Regions from separate parts of the Mus musculus genome. Here region 1 is linked to region 2. Evidence: chromatin contacts called from public promoter capture Hi-C data. All regions are on one chromosome and are shown on one strand. Each heading gives the region's core, a stretch centred on a gene start, on an enhancer-like site or on the middle of the called end of the contact. The rest is flanking DNA. Distances are from core to core; before and after follow the strand shown.

What was found. Promoter capture Hi-C pulls out the DNA fragments that hold promoters and counts their contacts.
Region 1: a promoter capture Hi-C map of stem cell-derived epiblast-like cells shows a contact between it and region 2, with 4 times the contacts expected there. The contact joins two enhancer-like sites. A contact is called at or near these places in 3 of 39 promoter capture datasets (the 3T3-L1 cell line, cranial neural crest and stem cell-derived epiblast-like cells), 1 of 115 datasets of contacts at active chromatin or transcription factors (pancreatic cancer cells) and 1 of 9 other capture datasets (embryonic stem cells).

What each region holds. Positions count from the first base shown.
Region 1 is chr16:93,547,806-93,551,557 of GRCm38.p6, forward strand. No RefSeq gene overlaps it. Among named protein-coding and RNA genes, the nearest start is that of Gm30695, 18 kb to the left of the region's middle. Within about 2 kb of position 2,131, at least 10 of the 459 cell types and tissues checked have an H3K27ac peak or open chromatin away from gene starts, as enhancers often do.
Region 2 is chr16:93,379,555-93,383,316 of GRCm38.p6, forward strand. No RefSeq gene overlaps it. Among named protein-coding and RNA genes, the nearest start is that of Mir802, 12 kb to the left of the region's middle. Within about 2 kb of position 1,812, at least 24 of the 459 cell types and tissues checked have an H3K27ac peak or open chromatin away from gene starts, as enhancers often do.

The DNA.
Region 1 (3,752 bases), core at 881-3,380, 170 kb after region 2:
CAGAAGAGAAAAGCCCACTCACCCCTGTACACTTTTTTTTGTAATTTTTTATGAGCCTATGATTATTCCCAAACATAAGGTTAAAGACAAAATAGAATGAGTTCCATGCAACCTGCTTTGTAACTTCACCGAGGTAGTGGGGACAGGTGCTTACATTCTCTGTCATACCCAACTTTCTGACCTCGCTACTGTCTACCCGGAGCCACTTCAGGAATCTAATTATGACTAGATGTTCCTCTTGGCTCCCTTCTAACCATTTACAAGCCAGATCACTGTGCATCCTCTCCAGAGACAGCTGGTCAGGACGAATATTGTAGCAGCTTGCACAGTTTCTCCCCGTCTCCCACACACAGGCCTCCCTAACCCCAAGCTATCACTACACTAAGCTGGATCATGGGCCAGGAGGAAATGCTTTGTTGACAGGCCAGTTGTCCCCTCAAGACTTCTGGTCAGCAGTAAAGCCCAGGGCATGCACACCCAAGACCACAGGCAAAGAACCACAAGCCAACATTTTCTGTCACCACATCCAAAGTATCTTCCTGTTATACAAAGAAGCAAGCCACCACACCACTGCCACCACCACATTCCTGATACCACCATACTGTCACCACCACATGGCCAGAACTGTACAAAGTGCACTTAATCAACAGAAAATATCTTCGTGTTATAACACTGGGATAATTTCTCATCCCTCTAAACTATCCCCACCCCCAGAGAATGTCTGACAGGACTGACTGGTTGGAGTTAAACAACCAGATTCAGATTTTCAAACAAACAAGCGAGCAACTATTCAGCTTCTTGAGAGTCTGAGTGGATGGCAGACACCACTGTGGAGCAAGAAGAGGCTCTGCACCAGGAGGTGGAGTTGAGTCGGGACCGTGGAACATGATGGTATGGGGTGTGTGCTCCTCCTACCCTGGTCCATCCGACCCTGTGCTCTGCATCCTGCTTGCTGATACCATTCCCCACAGAGAAAGAAAATCTTAAAGAAATGTTTAAGAAGAGGAGCCCTCAGATTCCCACAACTCCACACTTGGCACTTTCAGTGAGTACTGTAAAGACAAATGAGGGGCAGAAATTCAGGGGGAACAACCCGAGGGGCCGCGCCCAATACACCCAACTGCCAGGAAGAAAAGAAGTAGAAACCAGCTTTCACTGCCTTCTAAACACGAGTGTGCAAGAGAGGGAAGGAGAGAGAATTCACGTTGTTTGTCTTAAATATGACACGGCCAGACTCTGTCTGGTCATTGGGCAGCTGGGGGGTGGGGTGGGGAAGACACAGGAGACACACAGAGAGAGACATCCCATCCTGTCTCCATTGCTTGTTTTAGTTTGGTTTGGTTTGGTTTAGTTTGGTTTGGTTTGGGTTTTTTTGTTGTTGTTGTTTTGTTTTTTGTTTTTGTTTTCTTAGCAGAAAGATGTGTGTGTTGGCAGAGCATTTTCCAATCAAACTCAGACTTACACTCCCAGCCAGTAGTTGGGTAACAGTAAGACAGTCAGGTCGGCAGCTGGACAGAGATAAAAGAAGCAGGTGAGAGATGTTGTCCTTTTGGAGAAAGACCACAGAGTTCCGGGACTGAGCGAGTGCGAGGACACGCCTCCATGTTTAACACAGACCCAGACTACAGAAACAGGCCCCTCAGACGGCCACACTTAGCCTGACCCTAAGCTGATAAGTTCTCATTTCAAAGGTGACTCATAGAACACTGTCTCCAGAAAGAAATTCGCTCGGAAACGTGAGCCAATCATAAACAAAGGGCCCAGCTGGCACTTGAATGGGCCAGTGCCTCAAATGGGGCGTAGGATTTAGTCAAAATATCAAAGGACTTTAAAGCAAGCAGTTCACCTTGAAGTGGCTGTGGATGTGACCTGAGTCCCAGATGGAGATGGGCGGGTGTCAGAACTGGGTCCCACAGCAGCTGGAGGCAAGTCCACTGGAGCAAGCTCAGCGCAGGCATCTCCTTGCTCCCTCAAACTTCAGCCATAGAGAAGGAAAACAGGCATATCTCCATTGCTAAAACGGAAATTACCAGTGCTCATACTTCCGAAAGCGCTCACTATACACAGAGAAATGGGGGAGGGGCAGACGGAGAGGTGGGGAGAGACAGAGGCAGAGGGGATTTCTGCAATGCCAACTTTGGCCTTAGGGGACACAGTGGGTGGGACAAGCCAGGGCCATGGGTGTGAGTCAGGACTCTGCCTGATGCTTTCCTATCTCTGCATCTCTTCATTGGGAATAAAGTCAGGTGGCCTCGCTGCCTCAGGAAGCCGCTATGCAAAGCCAGGTTCCACTGCAACTCCTAAAACACAGAAAGGCAAACTGAGTCTGCAGCCCCAGAGAAAAGAGCCTGACATTCAACTCAGCCTGCCCTTTGGTTCTTGAGAGGTTTTGTTTTACAGGGGTTGGGGCATTTACATCCTAACCTGTTTCTCTTGCTCTTGTGTTAAGAGTCTAAGGTCTGGCTTACCTAGCCTAGGTCAGCCTTGAACTCCCGGTCCTCCTGCTTCAGCCTTTTGAGAGGCGAGATGACAAATGTGTACCTTGAGACTGGGAAGGCGGCTCTACATTTCGGAGCACTTGCTGCCTTCCCAGCACCCAGCTCCGGTGGCTCACAACCTACCTACAGCTCCAGCTCCCATGGATCTGAGGCCTCTGGCCACAGGCACCTGCGGTCATAGGCACTCACAAGCAGACACACACCTACAACTATTTAAAAATAATAAAAATATTTAAGTGGATCTTTGTGACAAGCTATCTAACCATTTTCAGTGTGCCCTTCAGTAGTGTTGAGTACATCCCACCATCGTACAACCATTAGCACAACTACATATCCAGGGCTCTTTCTGTTTTGTAAAACTGAAATTACAATCCATCAAAGAGTACACCTCGCACACACCCGCAACACTCAGACCCCATCAAAATACCCAAGCACTCACACACAGCACACACCAAAACTCACATACACCCTAACACTCATAACATACACCCCAATTCGTGTGGACCCCACAGCTCTCCAACCTCCGATGTTCACACCACCCAACTCTCACCCCTCAACATGCTCACATACAACTTCACCTGTGCCTGATACCCCAACTCTCACAGTACCCCAGCTCCTAAACACTTCTACTCACACACTCCAGCTTCTATGCTAACACGCCAGCTCACACACATCCCATGAGGCTCTGCCAGACAAGTTCCTACCATGTCTGAGGATTCCTCTACAGAGCAGCTCCCATGCCTCATACAAGAACTCACAGCCACTCCCCAGTCTCCGGGCAGGACCTAAGGGATACCATCACCCCATTCCTGTTCCCTGCCTCTATATGCTCTTGAAAATAAAATGCGTCCTGACTCTGCCATGCAAGCAAGGGAAGCGCTAAGCCTTCTGAACACAGAGTCTGTTCTTCCCTGACATGGGAAATAGGGAGGGAGTGACTCAAAACTTATCCTGCACCGTAAAATGTATCGCTTGCTCTAAGTCCCGCTTTTAGGGACGGGATCCCAGTTTTACTACATCATGTTCACTTTGTGTTCAAAAGGAGGAATCCATTTAAAACATATTTACGCATCCTCCTCAGATCACAAGTTCTTGAGTAATAAGGAGGACAGAGTGAATATGAAGGGAAGGAAGTTTGTCTACAGGATGCCTGCAGAGTGGAGGAAGCCATAGCTGAAGGAGTAGAGAGTGAGGAACAAGAACAGAAAGATGAAGGGAAAGAACAGGAGTCCTTCCATCCTATTAGATGCCTGG
Region 2 (3,762 bases), core at 562-3,061:
GCAATATGTCACTCATGATTAGTTGCTATGGTAACCAGCATTATGATGAGCATCCTGTCTGTCTTTTGGTCTTTATTTATCCTCACTTCAAGGGTCTGTCCTCAGCTACTGCATCTGGATAGACTACAACATTTCTTACTTAGCCTGTTAAGGTGCTGGCTGAGGCGCTTGACTAAGGAGAATTTATGGAATTTGCCTTCAGTTACTCGCAACGGTGACGGGGAAAATTAGATAAAAGCAGGTTCTGTTCCATGTATTTCTTACTTGGCCTGAAAACATGGGAATTGATCCAAAGAATTCTTAGACACGGTGGGTGGCCTGGAGAGGCTATTTTTATGATAACTAAATTGGTTCACTTAACTTTTGTGCCACCCAGCAGTTCAGCTAATGAGCCTCCTCTCGATTTATTTGAGAGATTAGACAATGTTCTATTCTCTATCATGAGAGTTGTGTTGGTTTTTTTTCTTGTTTTTTTTTTTAAATTCCAAGTCACTAATATGAGTACGGGAAATAGACATGAAATTAAAATACAATTCAGTTTGCCCAGACTCTGCACATGGCTCCTGAAGTGGCCAAGCCAAGAGGAAAACCAGAAGTAAGACTGGATAAAAAAAAAAAGGGGGGGTGCCTGGGAGCCAGAAAACTTGGGGATGTGTTTGGGCAGAGATGCTCCCTGGAGAGCACAGACAGTGAAAATTACAGCTGACTAGTCAAGAACGCAGATGATAGCTACGGAGATTCAGTGCTTGCCACTCAAGCTTGAGGACCTTGTTTCAATGCCAAGCAGCCATGTGATAAGTGGGGCTGCAAACCCAGCACGGAGGGGGCATGGGAGGAGCAGACATAGGAGGCTTCCTGGAGCTTCCTGGCCTGCCAATCTAGAGAAATCGGGGAGCCCCAGGTTCTGTGAGAGACTCTGTCTCCAAAAGGAGGAGGAGGAGGAGGAGGAGTGGGGGGGAGGAGAAGACAAAGAAGACAAAGAAGAAGGAGAAGATGAAGGAGGACGAGGAGGATGAGGAGGAAATGAAGGGGAAGGAGGAGGAGGGGGACGAAGAGGAGGAAGAAGAGGAGGAGGAAGAGGAGGAGGAGGAGGAGGAGGAGGAGGAGGAGGAGGAAGTGAGAAGATGGTGCCCAGTGTTATCTCTGGCTTCCATTTGTACACACAAACATGCACACTTGCACATGCACAAACACACACATACACACAGAGAACACAGATGAGGAGGAGCCAACCGTCAATGTGCTCATTCTAGCAATCTTGCTGATGGGAAATAGCTCTTTTGAAGCAAATTACACAGAGCTTGAGCCATCCATGAGCACTGCAGGCTAATCCCTAGGAGTTATTATACGTAATGGGCCTGACAAAAATCCCCTGCGGGTTGCTGAACGTCACTACAGGCTGGCATTGTGAACTGGGTAGCCCGGGTAAAGCCAGTGGACTTACTGAATATGGATCCTGTCTATCCCACAAATCTCAAAATTGCTCAGGTTCCTTGGAGCCTTATTACAGTCCCAGCAGCCTGGGGAAGCATTGCTCAGCAAGGAGGCAGCGAGGTCCTCTGAGCAAGCCCAGACACAGTGCACAGGGGATACACCAGGCAGACTCTGCACTTCCCTGAGAGCTCCATGTGTGTGTGTGTGTGTGTGTGTGTGTGTGTGTGTGTGTGTGTGTGTGTTTCCAGATAAAATGTGTCTCCCTAAGAAAAGGGTGTCCTAGAAAGCCCCAGAGGAATAGAGAGGCTTTCAGACACTCAGCCATGGGACGAGTCAACAACGACACTGTTTCTTTCCATTGCTCTCTCCTTCAGAGGCAAGGCGGGACAGGAGGGTCAGCCACTGAGCCAAGCCAGAACATCTCCAGCAGGCAGAGTATGGAGGCTTCTGTGTGAGGCTGGGAAGCAGAAGCCAGGCAGCAGCCAGGGCTTGGCAGGGGCTCTCTGCATTTTCCTTGGCTCGCTCTCACTACCTGTCTGACGGCTGCAGCGCAGGAAGGAAATTTTTCAAGAGATTAAACTATTATTGTTTCCTATGAGGCTGTCTTCGCTGGAGAATGAGAGAAGCTTTAAGGCTCCTTGAAAAGAGATTTGTCTGAATGGTGAGGCTGTTGTGATTCACCCCCCCTCCCTCCAGGTGGGATTTGACCAATTTCCTCAGGAAAGTGGTTCATTAGGGTTGTAGACTTATCCACGGCCTAAATAGAAGATGTCATCAAGGTGATTAATGCCCAGCTCACCCTCACAGGGAGTTAAGAGTTTATAAAAGCTATTTTTAACGGTTTGGAAGGAGGGAGAACTCATTTTTCAGGTTGCCAACATGTTTCAATAGTTAAAAACCTTCTTTGTAGCCCCCAATAATTCATGCTACCCACCGTTAAAGGTCGGCAGTGTTTTCGGATTTTGTAAGTTTTCTTGAAAAATTGATTCAATGTGTTTTGTTGTTTATATAAAAGGCACAGAGGGGAAGGAAAAAGACGTAAAATGTATTTCCATCACGGGGAGTGACCGCAGCTCCCGGTGACACTCTCAGGCAAGAATCTCGTTTCTTTTTTTTCCACCCAGCCCTGGAGGGTGAAATGGCTTTCCTGTGTCTATATCTATCATATAAATAGCACTTGACAGAGAAGTCTGCAGAGTTCAACCAAATAAAGAGAGAGAAGAAAAATCCAGAAAATGCCGGAAAGATCTGGGGCTCCTTGTCATGTCGGATGTAGCTGAAGCATGCCGGGCTTCCTGGGAATGTTCTAGAATGCTTGTCCCCTGTTACAGCTGTTCCACATGAGAGGCTGCCACCATAGATAGTGCATGTGTCTCCAGGCACAACCAAGCCAACTTAAAGCATTGGTTCTCAACATCCCAACCCTGAAACCCTTTAAGACCGTGCCTCATGTTTTGGTGATGCCCAATCATAAAATTATTTTCATTGCTACTTCAGAACTGTAACTTTGCTACTGTCATGAGTCATAATGTAAATATCTGTTATTTCTGTTAGTCTTAGGCAATCTCTGCAAAAAGTACCATTCAACCCCTAAAGGGGTCCTGACCTACAGGTTGAGAACTGCTGGCTTAAAGGAATCTGTGTGAGCGGCCTCTCTTCTAGAGCTACATTCCCAACAAGATGCCCACAGAATTCACTAGAGCTGCCACACTGCCAGAGTGAAAACCCCATTAGCAATGAAATGTGTAGTGGAGCTACACACTGACTGTCACATGTCACTAGAGCAGACATGTACAACCATAGTGCAAGCATCATTAGTAACTGTGTAGTGGGGCTACACGCTGGCTGACGTCACAGGGTTTATAACTTCAAGCTCCATATTTGGGCTTTGTATGGGTGGTGGATCATGAAAACAGGTCTATTCTCAATTGCTATCAACAATGCAGTACTTCCTATGATCTTTTCGACATCTTGAAGGATACCCTATTCAACACGGGAAATCTGATGTTGTCACTAGGGTGTTTTTAATTCCTTCATCTCCTTTGTAAACATTTATAATTCCCTGTTCTCTGCCAGGAATACCAACTGCTTCTCCACACTAGGGGGTAGATATGACTCAGACTTTTCAGTGACCTCCCCGTGGTGCCTGGCAGACAGCAGGTGTGATGTTATCATATGTATGTGTGTGTGTGTGTGTGTGTGTGCCCTCCCCAGGTCATGTGATCATATGTGTGTGTATGCCCTCCCCAGGATCAAGTGATCATATGTATATGTGTGCCCACCCCAGGATCATGTGATCATATGTTTATGTGCCCTTCCCAGGGTCAT